Linked DNA regions of Mus musculus: regions 1 and 3 are each linked to region 2. A link is a contact called in public HiChIP or PLAC-seq data. All regions are on one chromosome and are shown on one strand. The core of a region is the stretch at or near the end of the contact, and the rest is flanking DNA. Distances in the headings are between cores, read along the strand shown. Region 1 has its middle 12 kb from the start of Gm32389. Region 2 overlaps Gm32098 (a long non-coding RNA gene). Region 3 has its middle 12 kb from the start of Gm31727.

Region 1 (4,941 bases), core at 2,129-4,628, 320 kb before region 2:
GAGTGACCACATGCTTGGTCCGGACAAGGGAGACTGACTAGAGAAAGGAGTCCTTCAGGAATAACCAAGCACTGGGTCCTGGTGGCACCCTGCATTGGTTCTCTCCTCTCTCATAGGTGCTGCTCCTGCATCTCCTTTGCGTTTTATCCCCGGGGCTCCTCCCATGTCCACTTAATGACTCAGTTCAAAGACACCGACAAATGTTTATCCCTGTGGTGATAAACTAATGGGACTCAGAAAGCACTTATCGATTACCTACCAGGTGCTGGGCACTGTCCTAGGTGGAGGGGACGCGAAGATGAATAGAATACCTTTAAGCAGTTTCTGGTCCATTTCAGGAAGACAGGAGGGACATACATGCAAATTACTGAGGAGATAAAGAGATGAGAACGTTTTCAGCCTCCATTCTCCCCGCACCCCAAAAGTCATAAGGGCTCTGGGAAGAACTGATAGGGGGATGGGGGTCTTAGAAGAAAGCCCAAGTCTCTGAACAACTTGGTGTACAGGAAGCATCTAGTTGTCCCATTGGTTCTGATGAAGGATGCTGATAGGGATGTAGCTCACTGGAGATGTGAGGACATCCATGCTAAAGTTAAGGTTTGGCTTTATTAGACAAAAGGGGGTGCAGTGAAGTCCTGCTCAGTAGTTTGGCTGTGAAACTTCTCTCAAAGGCTTGTGTATTAAAAGTTTGCTATCCATCTTGGTAATACTGGGAGCTGGTGTAACCTTAAGGGGTGGGCCCAGTGGCTGGTTTAAGGTCACTGCAAACATAGCTCCTTTTGTCTCCTGATCATGAATTAAATGCTTTTCTTTACTCCGTGTCCCCTCTATGATATGCTGCTTTGCCACAGGCCCCAAAGGGAGAGGGCACATGGTAGGCACTGAAACTGTGAGCCAAAGTGAACCTTTCCTCTTAGGTTGGTCATTTCTCTTTTGAGATAAAGTCTCACTCTGTAGCCAGGGATGTCCAGAACTTACTGTGTTTGACATCCTCAACTGGCAGGAGTTTTTTGGCCTCAGCTTCGTGAGTGCTTCAACTATAGATCCAAGCCACCAAAGCCCACATAGCATTTCTTTTTTGAATGCCTTTAAAATTTTACTTATCTTATTTTGTGTGCCTTTTGCCTGCCCTGTGTGTACCTGGTTCCTGTGGAGGTCAGAAGGAGGTGTTGTCGGATGCCCTGGAACTGGAGTCCCAGATGGTTGTGAGTCACCGTGTGGGTGCTGGGAACCGAACCCGGGTCCTCTGCAATTGCTGCAAATTCCCTTAATTCCAGCGACATCTCTTTAGCCCTGAAACCTACATAAAAAAAAAAAAAATCGACAATCCCAGGTATTATTTGCTGTATGCAAGAAAACCAACTTACCATTAGATCCTAGGAGTTTTCCAAAAGCAAGAAACACAATCTTCTATAATTCCTTTAAAAAGTATCTTCTGGAAGAGAGAAGAATAACTTCTCTTCAAGCTACACACTTCTGTTTTGATGTGCACAGGGTTTCTGGTTGATTGTTGTCGTCCTCGGTAGCTTTCGATGTCCAGTTAGCTCCAGGATCAAGAAGGCTGCCTAGCGCCTCCACGTGGGTCCTGTGACAAGCCCAGACCCTTACTTACCCGTCTAAGTGCAGAGGTCCCGCCTTGCCCGGGCTGTTGTGGTCAGCGACTCCCTCTGAATTCTGGACTTCCTTTCTCTCCCAAGCTCACTCATTGCTCCAGTGGCTCTGCCAAGGCTTGGATGGGTTCCTGAGTTTCTGCCTTCCATAAAGTCCTGGCTGAAGAGGACAGCACCCTGGAGACAAAAGGAAGTTAGCTGACAGTCACTCATGCCTTTCTCCAGCCCAACACATTTTGTACCTGGATAAGCCCACTTAGCCACTGGATCTTAAGTTTCAGGATCATGTTCCAGTGAGGCCTTCTCGGACCTTGGATCTAAAGGATTCCTCAGCAACCCCCCCGTATGCCCTACCCAACACAACACCACACCTCTTGCTTACCACTGCCCGACAATTCACGCCTGTACGTTGACTCGCGTGGGTGTCGTCTCCTTACCTGTCAGCTGCATGAAGGGGATCTACAGGCTTATTCAGCTGCATGCTTTGACTGACGTCTCCCCAGAGCCAATCCACTGCTTGGCAGTGAAAAAGGGCTTTGTAAATAGTAGATGGTGCTGATGGTCTCAGGTTCGAGTGTGGACCGGGGGTAACCTCAAAGCTGGCTAGGCAGTTACCCCGTGGCCTGGGAGTATTCTGGAGTTCCTTTATCTCTTCTCAGAGGAAGGGAAGTGGGGGTGAGGGGGGACCCTCCGGTTATAGAGACACGGTTTCTTCCCTGGACCTCAAACCTAGTTTGAAAGGGACATCTATGAGTGCTTTAAAAAAAGAGAGAGAAAGAGAGACAGAATGAATTTTATTGGTTAACTCAGTTAGTCATGAGGCTGGCCTCTGAACAACACAGCTAGGGTCTGTCTCAGAGGGACAAGAAGCCATGTGTGAGTGGTGACACAGACCTGTATTCCTGGCACTTGGGAAACGGGGGTGGGGTGGGGGTGGGATTGCAAGTTTGAAGTAACCTTGGCTTATATAGGGGGATCATGTCAAAAACAAAAGAACAAACAAACAAACAAACAAAACCTAAACCCAAACCCAAACCCAACCAACCAACCAACCGACCAACCAAAACAAAGAGGTTAGCAAGAAAGGGCAAGACAAATTTCTAATCCCAGCTACCTGTAGCCTGTTTGTTTCTGAAGGGTTCTGAGTTTGAAAGTCCCTAAAGAACATCTAGCAGGATTGGGTTGGAGGGACTGGCAAAGGAAGAAGGAAGGGAAGGAGGGAGGAGAGAGAGAGAGAGAGAGAGAGAGAGAGAGAGAGAGAGAGCGCGAGAGGAGAGAGAGAGAACCTTGCAGTTGGCAGGGATGGGTGGGGAGGGCACGGTTTGAAGGATTCATGTGTTCATGGAAGCTCACACTGAGCCTGGCTCTTTAGGAACCTGGGACAGAAGAGCTTTCTGCCGTGTGGTGGTCCCTGGCTTAGCTGGCGGTGCCCCTGGGGGCATTAGAAGTCTTGAGAAGCACTTTTAATAATCCCCATGGACTTGTGGATAGAGGAGTCTTGAGACCAAGATACTAAACCTTCTACCCTCCACAGGGGCCTTCCTGACTTGTGTGGCAGTAGTTGTCCCAACTGAGAAGCACCCACAGATGACAAAAACAAACAAAGAACTCAGCGTTTTATCTTTTGGGGCCTTTTGTCCCCTGAGATCCTTGAGGAGAAAGCAGAAAGGCTCATGCTACCCATGTGGGGCACAGAATACACACAAGGAGTGTATGGGTCACAAGTCCTCCACAGTCTCAGCCCAGCTGTCCCTCAGCCACCCCCACTCCTCCAAGAGGCCCCTGCTCCCTCCAGTTGGCCCCTCAGCTGGGAGGCTAACTTCTTCCATGTGTGGGGGCGGCTCCAGGTAGAACGTGAGGAGCGCGGCAGAGACCGTGGCTGGTGGAAGGATTGAGAGTTGGAGGAAGCGTTCTAAGGGCTGATGGGAAGGGACTTTTGGGGGTAAATGTCTGCGGGGAAAACACTGGGGGAGTCCGAGGCAACATGTTCTGGCCTGTTGGGAGGACGGCTGTTGGCACCAGGAGAAATCCGTCCAGTGAAGCCAGCCCTCATTAATCATCCGGGCGGCGGAACTGCCAGCTCCTTTCAAGAGCTTTCAAGAAGGGTTTTCACCCAAAATAGAGTTGAAAATGTGCTGGGCCCTACTCAGAATCTCATCAGTCTGGGCATTATGGGAAGTGTCAGGCAGGCTGTGACAGACAAGGCCCACTCTGTTCAAGGGGTCCTGACTCCCACAGCCTGTCATATCAAGCGCCTGATCAAATTTGACAGCTTCATTTGTACCTACAGAATAGATAAAAGGGGCTGTTCATTGAAACAAATGGAGGGGAAGGGTTGGGGGGGGGAGGCGAGGGAGCATGCATGTGAGTATGTCTCCGGGGAGGAATGGCTCAGGGGGAGGGGCACAAGGGGGACAGTTACAGCGAGGTCCAAGGGTACAAAGGAATATGCTAAGGACTCCCCAATAGTAGGGAAGGGAGAAACTGAGTCTGAAGTGGGAAGCAGGTGACTAAGGGGGGGGGGCGGATATGTGGGTGAAAGTCCCATCTTGTGGGTGTGGCCCTGGAAGGGCGTCTGAGAATCATCCCTGATGCTCTAACATAGCCAGGGAGGTGGTCCCTGTGAGGATGAGAGTCCAGGGTGGGCAGCTGGGACTTTGAAAGTTGGTTGAGCAAGTGCAGTACTCATTTCAAATCCAAACCCAAAGCAAGGAGCTCCCTTCCCTTCTGCTGAAGCAAGCTGGTCCGACTACTTCCCTGCACTGAGCCTCTGGCCCTCTCTTGTCCACCTGCTGGGTGGCTGCACCTCTTCAGGTGGCCCGGAAACAAAATCAACTGGCTGGCTTTAGGTGGCTTTCTGCTCTTCATACAAGTTAGCCCATCGGAGTATCTAGGCCGGGTATCCCCAGTATCCCTGCACAGTCCTGTTTGGGTCTTGCTCAGGCTGTCTTGTTAGCAAGCGCTCTTCTTTCTCTTCTGGGGATATCTAGGGGTGTTCTGAAGGTCTTGCACTTTTGGGGGGCGGAATCTTCTTTGTTTGCCATTATCATTTGTACTATTTGTGTGAGTTAATATTGTTTTTTTCTCACTGGATCATAGACACTTTGGTGCATGGAGCATGTCCAGTAGTATTTAACACACACATTTAACACACACTGTAGGTTCTCCAGGAATGAGACAAAAAAACAAAAAAAATTTTTTTGAGTTTTATACTAAGGTGTCCAGGCAGGCCTTGAACTTGGAATTCTCAAGTCTCTGCTTCCTGAAGACTGGGCTTTGGTGTGTTGGGCACTGGGCTCCAGAAGTCTTTTGTAGCTGGTGATCAGCATAA
Region 2 (4,987 bases), core at 771-3,270:
TTCTTCTTGAACTTAAAAGCAACAACTACCAACCTCTCCAAATAGTTTTAAGATAATGGGCACTCACCTTTTATACCACATTTTATCTATCTTTGAACAAAGTCAATTTCTGACTTACGTTGGTCCCTATGTCCATTGAAATATCAGACATTAAAAATGGGTTGGAAACTCCTAAGTTGCCAACCATTCCAGCTGAGCAGCCGTACAGTAGAGTATAGAGTATACATAATGTTCCCCATGATCACAGGGTTGCCCTGAGCTACACTATATGCAGCCACCCAGCGTGGATCTCACTGAACACTGTAGCTTGGAAAAATACCCAAAAAAACAGAATACACCTTCCACTTAATGTTATCACTTTCACATCATGCAAAAGCAAAAGAATCCTAAGTGGAACCATCACCAGGAGACCCAGTGTGCCAGGAAGATGGACAATGTCTGATGGCCTTAACTTACCGCACAGTAGAGACTTGCTTTGCCTTATCTGTGTAGTGGGACCCCTGGCAGCAAACAGGTTCATAACTCCTTTGTGCTTAGTGCTGTGACTGTCCAAGTCCAGGGAGGGGACTCAGCTCTTCCAGTGAGTGGAGCTCACCAATGATCAAGAATACTTATTGAATAAACAAGTATATCCTAGGAGAGTCACTTTTCTTATCAGTTACAAACAGGGCCCCAGTCTATTGTGTTTCTTGTAGGACCATCTAGAAAGCCGGCCTTGTCCTTCTATCCTGGTTTTACTGTCTAGGAGCTATTTCTGCTTTTTTGTTTGTTTGTTTGTTTTGTTTTTTGGCAGGTCTCATCCTTTATAGGAGGACATCATAGTTTGACGGACTCCACAGTCTTCGGTGTCAGTGTGCTGGTGGGTGAATGCTTCCCTTAGCTCAATCACTGGAAAGTCTAGTGGGGAGAAAGATGACATGTAGTAGAGATGCAGGCACTTGAAAAAGTTTTGCTTCCTGAGAAAACCACTATGCCCATTGACACCTATGCACCATACACAGATGGCTTCAGCCGTTCAAGGATTTGACAAATCTTGGATCAAACATATCGCTAGACCTTTGATGGTTGTGCCTGTGTGGGGTGTGGCTAGACTTTTCACCTTGCTATCATTCTCTAAGTTGTTCAGCATAAAAAACTACTTACATAGTATTTACACATGGGGTACTATAATTAAGGGAGAGATGGTTTACAGAGGAATGTGTTCGATACTATGCCGTGTTCATAAGGGACTTGAGTAGTAACACACTGGGCATCGTCAGAGTGGGACTATCCATAAATCACCTTTCTTCAGTTTGATACAATCAAGTATGGTCAGTGGCAGACCCCAGTCACTAGGCCCCATGATCCCACACACATCCAACTCTGTCTTCCAGACCTGGGATACAGAAAACTATGAACATGGGACTCTGAGACTACTTTGCATACGAATTTCAAAACACTTCATCAGGGCTATGCTTGCTGCCATCTCTTCTGTGTGTAGACTTCTGTTTTGATCCCAGTGTGAGCAAATAAAACAATGGTTGCTAGTCCACCGTCCATGAAATCTCGTTCTTATTTGCTGAACACTCTCCAGGAAGCGCATGCGTGCACCCACTGAAGCTTGGGACTATGAGCATGTGCGCACACACACACACACACACACACACACACACATACACACACACAAGTTTTCATATTAGTTTCCCGAGTTCATGGATAAAGTCCAGAGCTGCCAAAGCTCCCACTACTTTGCCATGTCACACTAATAGCTTCCAGATCCCATCACATATTAAATTCATGCGGCTTCAGCGAAGCCATCTATTTAATGCAGTTTGCTAAATGCCTGCGCAGCCCCGCTGACAGTGACATATTAGTTTTGCAGTCTTTTGCAATCTGATATCTCTGAATTTGCCACCGTACTAAAGATTTGATTAATGTGGTTCCATTTGGATGCAGTAATTGGCTGCGACTGTTGTAGAAAATAATCAGGCTTTCATTCCTTACAAGCGCACGGACATGCTAATGAGAGAGTGGGTTAATTAAGCCCGCGGCAGAAAGCGACAGTTACTGATGACTGTTGTGACAAACCACCGACTCGGCATTTGGGAGCAGGACAGCAAATTTGCACTTTATGAAATTACAGGAAAACTAGGACATAAGGAATAAATAGTTACATCTGTTTGGTGAAAGGGGGGAAGGGGCGGGGAGAAAGAAAAAGGGGCGCACAAGGAAAAAAAAACAGGCGGAAGACAGCTTCCCCAAGACAGGGCTTGGGCTGCGGAACCCAGAAGGCCTTGAAGAGTTGTGTGTCTTAGTGGCTACATTTCTTGACCTTGTAATGACAGGCAGAATGTGATGAGCCCAGACAATCAACTGAAGTTCGGACTTCACAAAGGACCAACTACCTTGAGACAGACAGACTTGGGCAGAGAGGGAGGTTTAGGTCAAGGTTGGGAGGAGAGCAGATTGATCGGGGATCGTTCACCTGTGGCAAGTGGCTCTGTGGAAAAAGCCCGGGGGTCAGACTGTGAGGGTGCAGTCAGCTTCAGCTCTTGGGAGAAAATGTCAGTAATGTCCAGGGTGACGCCACCACCTGTTTCATTCACTTACTTATTTTCAGATCATCGTTTCAACTCACCTGTGTTTCTTAAGTGCTTCATGCGTTTGAAGTTGAGTCTTGCAGTCAGTGCTAGGCTCCTTGGGAATGGTTTGCTAAGCTCTTCCCGGTCCCTTGGTTCCCTACATTCTCCTATAAGGCTCTGAGAAGTTATTGTCCCTTTCTTAGAGGCATGCTCAACATGTGACCCATGGGCTTCGTGGACCCCAGGACAGCTATGGATAAAGTCCCACACAAAATCACAAACTTACTTAAGATGCTTTGAGATTTTGTTCTGCAATGTTTTGTTTTGTTTTGGTGATTCAGTTTTTTTAGTGGTTTCGAGCATGGACTTTGTAGCTAACAATGTCTAAAGGTTAGACATGCCTGCAAGACATTTAAGCATCGAGGGAAGGGGATTCCTGTTTAGTCTTCTGAGCACGGATTCATAATCACTTTTTCTCCCCCTGTACTGGGTCCCCAGGACTTCTGTGATGAAGCATAGCCTGACCTAATAACCCTTCATGTCAGTCTGAATTCAGCTCCACCCCAAAACAACGAACATCACCAAGCACAGGTTAGACAGTACTATCAGGGACACCGAGGAAGGAACAAAGTCCAGTACTTTATCCATACCCTTCAGCAGCTTATAGTCCAGTAGCTATATAGACAAGACATTAATTGTGACCAGTGCTTTCCGGGACTACTCACTTCTGTCTGCTGAGGCCCTGAGGGTCTGATGGACTGAGCAGGAGGAGACAAAACGGGCTCAGGCACCTGAGAACAAATGTCAGAGACCTCAATGTTTCAGTGTCCCTTAAGGAGCATGGTAGGTGAAGGGCATTATGGGGTTTGTTTTTATTTTGTTGTGTGAGGCTAGACCTGTTCCAGGTCTTGTTGGAGGCACGAGAACAAACTGGAAACCAGAACTGAGGTTTAAGACCAACCTAAGCTGGGTGAGGAAGGCCATGGGACTCTGATCAGGCACATGGTCTGGAGGACCAATGGGGTGGATCCTTCCCAAGTGGCGTTGCAGTTCACCTGGAACCACTTTCCCAGCCTTCTCCTGATCTCAGAGGTAAGGGCATCAGAGATCCTGGAGGGAACAAGCTAAAGGGGGATAACTGACAGTCAGAGGACTTGCCTCTGTGTGGAGCCTCCTCAGCCACACCCAAGAGATGCAAACATGCAAAACAAGGGGAGTGCTCTCTGCTCCCTTGCTTAGGCAATGACACTGAGCAAGACTCACTTTTAGTCACAAGCTTGTGGAATGTGGTTCCATTCTCCAAAGCCAGTCTGTGGGTACGAGTGCTAGGAGACCTGTAGCTGCAGCACAGGCAGGGTGGGAGCTCATGGGGAAGTCATCAGTTCCTTAGGACCATCAGTCCTTCCTTGCTTCCCACCAAAGCCCAGAGACAGTTTATATGTATCAACTGTGGTTAGCCAGTACCTCAAGCTACAGGAGAGAGAGGAAGTCTGTTGGTTGGGGTCTTCTTTGGTCCTTGTCTGACACATGCTGCTTGCTGTAATTGTCCCTTTGATGACAAGGATTTTAGAGCACAGAGATGGGAAATAGAAGAAGCCTAAGTTCACATAGCTGGTGAGTAGTAGCACCGCGTTTAGAAAGGAGATCTGCTAAATGCCAAGTCAATTCTTCCTCTTGAATCCTTTAAACTCCCTTTATTTTATAAGATGGCACTGAATATATTTCTGGGTTCTGGTTGAACATGTGTGTATCTTCAGGCTCTGATGTGGGCTTGCCTAGTTCCAAGCCTCTCTCAGGTCCCCAGCATAGCAAAGCAGACCTGTCTGAAGCAGGGATTAGAAGCCGGTGGCCCACGAGTGTCTCAATGTTTGTGTTCCAGGCACATAATGCCAACACATCCAAAAGGTTCCATGAGCAGGGCATGGTGGCACACGACTTTAATCCCAGCATTTGGGAGGCAGAGGCAGGCCAATTTCTGAGTTCGAGACCAGCTTGGTCTACAGAGTGAGTTCCAGGATAGCCAGGACTACACAGAGAAACCCTGTCTCGAAAAAAAAAAAAAAAGGTTCCATGGCTCCAAAGTAGATATATTTAGAACCAGATCCCCTCTTATTCCTTTCTTTCTTGGCTAGAAGGGGATGGAAAACAGAGGGGAGCTTTTGGCCACCATAGCTGATTATTTGGGGGTTTCCAGTAGCCTAACTGCCTTCTAAGAAGAGTTCCAGTGCAGAATGCAGAGTAATGGCACATTGGTCTGTGAGGTGAGCAGGGGCCTAGAGAAACGGGGAGCAGAGTCTCCTCCCTCCCCGCCATCACTCTTGCAGGTGAGCAGAGACTCCCAAGCCTGCCCTTACCAGTCATGGAGGCTCCGCAGCCTGAGCACCTGGCTTGCCTGGGACCTGCTGATTTAGAACAGAAGATTTTAT
Region 3 (4,632 bases), core at 484-2,983, 420 kb after region 2:
ATTATATAAATGCCTATGTAAAAACCTCCAGGAAATCTGAAAAATATTAAAATAGGTGAATTTGGAAGTTCCTAAGGTTAATATATACAAATCACTGGTATCAGCTAGCAGAAGACAATGAACAATTGAAAATGTAAATATACTAATTATCATCACATCAAAAATCATGAAGTATACAAGAATTACTGTGTGTATGTTTTTTTTAATTTTGTAACTATTTTTATTTTATATGTGTCTGGGTATTTTACATATATATGTACACACACATATATCTATGCGTGTGCATATGTGTGTGTGTGTGTGTGTGTGTATGTGTGTGTGGCTGTATGTGTATGTATATAAATCATCTGATATATAGCTGATTATATATAATCTCATATCTATATAATCTGATCTATATATCATGTGGATATGTATATCATGATATACATATCATATTATATATATAATCTGATATATAGCTGATCATATATATAATCTCATATCTATATAATCTGATATACATGTCATATTATATATAATCTGATATATAGCTGATATATATAATCTCATATCTATATAATCTAATATACATTATCATGTGAATATGTATATCATGATATATATCATATATAATAATCTGATATATAGCTGATTATATATAATCTCATATCTATATAATCTGATATACATATCAGATTGTATATGTATATATATATATGCATATATCATATATGCTATAATATATAACCCCCCCACTGCATGCTTTTAAGCTCTCTCTGGGTCACTGATTTTTCAATAATTTCATTATTGCATCTCTTTGCTTTTTTTCATATTTTTATAACTAGTGATTTATTGGGCCTCATGTATATGTCTATATATGTATATGTATGTATATGTATAATCAGACATAGCTGCCCAACCTGTAATCTAAGCATTGTTGGAGAAAGCATGATGTCTGGGACTTGCTGACAAAAACCACCTACTTAGGTGCTGATAAAATATCACTAGAAATAAACTCACATGACTGCAAGTTGTGCACAGACTTAAGACATACACTCAGGTTAAAACACCCAAACACATAAAATAAATTTTTATAAACTTTTTTTTTTAACGTCACTTTTTTTTTAAACGTCACTAGGAAGGCAAGGGCGAGGATGTCGGCAGGGAACCGCGGAGCTGAGAGATCAATATGGATGGTCTTCCTTGTCTGTCTCCTTCGTTTATTAACTGGCCTTTCCCAACTCGTTTACAAAGTGGCATGCAGCAAAGGCATTTTCTTGAAGACAAGCTAGGGTAAAAAGATGGGTTACCATTGCCAGGGCTTAGAAAAGAATGAACCAAGGCTGACTGGACTATCTGGAAGCTAATTTAGGTTGCTGGAGAGAAGAGTAAATTAAGACAGAGGAATTGACTTCAACCAATTGTCTGACGGGAGGAGTGACCACCTTATATGAAGGCATTGTGTCTTTAGAAGAGACAGCAACTGCAGATGGCACTTGAAAGCGCCCTTATTTTCTCTTTTCAAAACAAGCAGAGGGCTGGGGAATCACCCCCCTCAAGTTTCCTGAGCTGTTAATTGGCTCCCCAGTAAAATTACAGAAGCAGCCTGCCTGATAATGATTGTAAATGACAGGGACTATCAGGTTTACCCTGTGACTTTCCCCGGGGGACTTCCAGTGAGTTTAGTCTGAACTAAGCATCAGCTGCTAGGGTTCCTGTCTTCTCAGCACGCTGTGGCTGGACCAATCCTGCTGTCTTTCAAACCTAATTAGCATGAAGGCCTTTCTTCCCTCCTACCCTCCCTCCCTTAGCCCAGGAGCCCTTGGGTTCCTTCTCTCGCCAGTACTCCTTAGGCATGCAAATCGGAAGCTGAAGAAAAGTAACCTTTCAGGTCTTTTGTCTCTATTGCCTGAAAGAAACAATCCTTAAGATCCGAGCAGAGATTGCTGCTCTCCTAGGAAAGCAGGCACCCACTTCTCTAAACTCCTTTACAGACTGATGGTAAGCACCTTGAGTTTATAATTAGGCCATTTTTATCAGTATTTTTAGCATTTTCATACATGTTTACAATGGAAGAGATTTTTAACAATGCTATTTTACACATATAAGGTGTACTTGGGTCAGATTCACCCCTCTTGCTCTCTCTAGTCTTTATTCCTGTCCTATTGAACCCCTTCTTTTTTTTTCAACTAGTTCCCCCTTGATGTATTCACTTATTTTAGGGAAGATCCACTAGTTTAATTATGGGTTCTTGCATGAACATGGCTAGGGCACTATTTATGGTAATTTGAGCAACTTATTAGTGATTACATTATATAAGAAAATGAGTCACTTCTGGGAACCGGTCAAAGGAGCCCAGCAACTGCCAGCAGCTCGTCAGAGAGAGATGTGGCATCATGAGCTCTCCCCACCCACCCCTACCCCCACCCCCGCCCATGACGATGGGTCCATGACTACAACAGATGGGTCCTATCCAGACCACAGTATTTCAAAGTGCTTCTTCCAACTCTTACATTCTTTCTACTCTCTCTCTCTTCTGTGATAGTCCCAGAACATTGGAGAAGGTTATATGATGGACCAGCCTGACTCCATCTTAAGACTCATTACAAGTTCATTCCTGTTTTCTGTAAAACTTAAGTTTGACTGTGTCTTGACCCACTTTCTAGAATTTGACATGTCTATGCCTTATACACTGACTTCCACCCTTATTAGATGTTCTGCCAAGTTACTACACAACCAAAAGCCCTTGAAAACCCTCTAGCCTTGCAGTCTGGGGGCTAATATAAGCCCCACCTTCTTCTGTGTTTGATGCTTTTCTTTCAAACATCATTCACTGTCTTACAGTTTCTGCCAAGGACTGGACTCGGTTGGTCCCTCAACCCGCGGGAGGATCAGGGTTCGGGTACTCAGGTGAGCAAGGAGTCAGCGGCGGCAAATGACAAACAGACTCGAACACAAGGAAGTGTTGATATGAATGTAATTTCTTAAAACAAGCATCAGACTTATAATACAGAAGAAAAACAAGGAAGCTAGGTGATACATCAGAGATTCATAATGGCTCTTTACACAAAACAGAGAAAATGCATACATAAAAGCTAACAGGAAGCAGGCAGTGTTTACAACTGGGATAAGATCAGCCCTATCTAAAGTCAGCTAATACATCCAGGTGCAATACTAGTCTATTGTTAAATCTACTACCAGGGGTCCCTTAGTAAATACCTAATTATGCTGTTCCTCTGGGCCTAGAGAAAAACATGCGCCAGGGAAGTTCTGTTCTGCTAACCTTTTCATAAATAATACAATACTCTAGTTCCTCCTTAAACCTCAACCCACCTTCTTTCTACTAATATGTGATGTAGGCTTCCAATAATGTCTGTAATGAGAATTCTAAGTTTACTATTTTGAATTAGCCTTGAGTTTTCTAGCTCCTATCTGGCAAACTGCAATGCCTGATTTCTAACTAGCAACACTGGAGGCATTTCATCTGAATGAGTAGCATTCTTATGAAATTCCAAGCCCAGGGTCGGCTCAAGGGCTGCCTGGGACATTGGTGAAGGCCAGGAAGCAAAGTTCAATCTAACTTAGGTATTTGTCAAATCATTCCTTGGAGGCACCTATAATAAAACAAGACTGAAAGAAAGCACACAGAACCATTCACCAACTATAGCAGGACAAATCTGAAACACATCTGTTTATGGAGTGCCAGAAACTTTCCAGGAGACAAGTTTCCGTGAAACTTTATGCCACCAGGACTGCACCCAAGCTTTTGGGCTTGTCTCACAGACTTCACTGCTTTAAAAAAAAAAAAAAAAAAAAAAAAAAAAAAGCTTTAAAAAAAAAAAAAAAGTTCCTAGCTGAAAATCCCAGTCATTGTTGAGGATAAGGAGAAACATAGTCTCTCCTGGAACTGCTTTTCAGCTGCAATTAGGATGTTTTTGTTAGGACCCAGGAAGGCTGGAATGTTAGTCAAAAGCCAGGGGAGATTTAGGCAAAGGGACATTCATCAGAGCGTCTGGTTTACTGACTCAGCTGAAAGACCAGAAGCCAAATGTTGTCATGGTTCATATGAGCTTTCTGCAAGTCCAGGGTTCTCTAGTTTTGTAGGATTACCTGGGTCTTGCCTGGTATAGATTGTCTTCATAACAATTTGTAGTCTGCAGCTGACTCCTGAATGGTGTCTGTCAGCCAAGTGGAGATCTGTTGGAACAGATAGAGACTAGGAACTGAAGTTAAAGAAACCTACAGGAAAGTCTTCTCTTTGGAGCTTGGTTGGCCTTGCTAACAGGCTTCATATTAAAGAATAAATGGGTTTCAAATGTAACTTTTTTTCACTATTACTTTATTTAAAAGAACTTGCTTTGCAATGACTGCTCTCAGTAATCAACCACTTGTGTCTAATGGTGAATAATTGGATAGAATTTTTAAGGCATATATGTTATAAAAGTATTAAAATAATATCTTATCTTTTGGAGTCCATTTGACCTGTGACAGGTGCGTTCAAGTTGCAACTCCCTGAAGTTTATATGAGTCTTTAAGTTTACAAAAAAATAAAAAAATAAAAGGTTATGAATATTAGCATTAGCATTGATTATAATCTGTATTAAAATTCGTATTGTAGAAAAATCATCTAACAGTTGTCTGTAAACAGCT

The links. HiChIP or PLAC-seq counts read pairs in DNA pulled down with a chosen protein or histone mark.
Region 1: an H3K4me3 HiChIP or PLAC-seq map of embryonic basal ganglia shows a contact between it and region 2, with 5 times the contacts expected there. The contact joins two enhancer-like sites. A contact is called at or near these places in 17 of 39 promoter capture datasets (the 3T3-L1 cell line, 3T3-L1-derived adipocytes, HPC-7-derived erythroid cells and 10 more), 1 of 15 datasets of contacts at CTCF or cohesin (embryonic stem cells), 95 of 484 Hi-C or Micro-C datasets (the 3T3-L1 cell line, 3T3-L1-derived adipocytes, the AML12 cell line and 53 more), 20 of 115 datasets of contacts at active chromatin or transcription factors (PVALB interneurons, astrocytes, a beta-TC-6 cell line and 14 more) and 2 of 9 other capture datasets (embryonic stem cells and embryonic tail).
Region 3: a contact with region 2 is called in an H3K4me3 HiChIP or PLAC-seq map of embryonic basal ganglia, with 2.9 times the contacts expected there. The contact joins two enhancer-like sites. A contact is called at or near these places in 3 of 484 Hi-C or Micro-C datasets (the C2C12 cell line, rod photoreceptor and ventricular fibroblasts) and 2 of 115 datasets of contacts at active chromatin or transcription factors (differentiating embryonic stem cells and embryonic basal ganglia).

What each region holds. Positions count from the first base shown.
Region 1 is chr8:26,993,013-26,997,953 of GRCm38.p6, reverse strand. No RefSeq gene overlaps it. Among named protein-coding and RNA genes, the nearest start is that of Gm32389, 12 kb to the left of the region's middle. Within about 2 kb of position 3,378, at least 36 of the 459 cell types and tissues checked have an H3K27ac peak or open chromatin away from gene starts, as enhancers often do. A contact at or near this core is called in embryonic basal ganglia, where this site is marked.
Region 2 is chr8:26,674,689-26,679,675 of GRCm38.p6, reverse strand. All of the region lies in intron 2 of Gm32098 (a long non-coding RNA gene), which reads left to right. Among named protein-coding and RNA genes, the nearest start is that of Gm32098, 21 kb to the left of the region's middle. Within about 2 kb of position 2,020, at least 16 of the 459 cell types and tissues checked have an H3K27ac peak or open chromatin away from gene starts, as enhancers often do. A contact at or near this core is called in embryonic basal ganglia, where this site is marked.
Region 3 is chr8:26,252,407-26,257,038 of GRCm38.p6, reverse strand. No RefSeq gene overlaps it. Among named protein-coding and RNA genes, the nearest start is that of Gm31727, 12 kb to the left of the region's middle. Within about 2 kb of position 1,733, at least 27 of the 459 cell types and tissues checked have an H3K27ac peak or open chromatin away from gene starts, as enhancers often do. A contact at or near this core is called in embryonic basal ganglia, where this site is marked.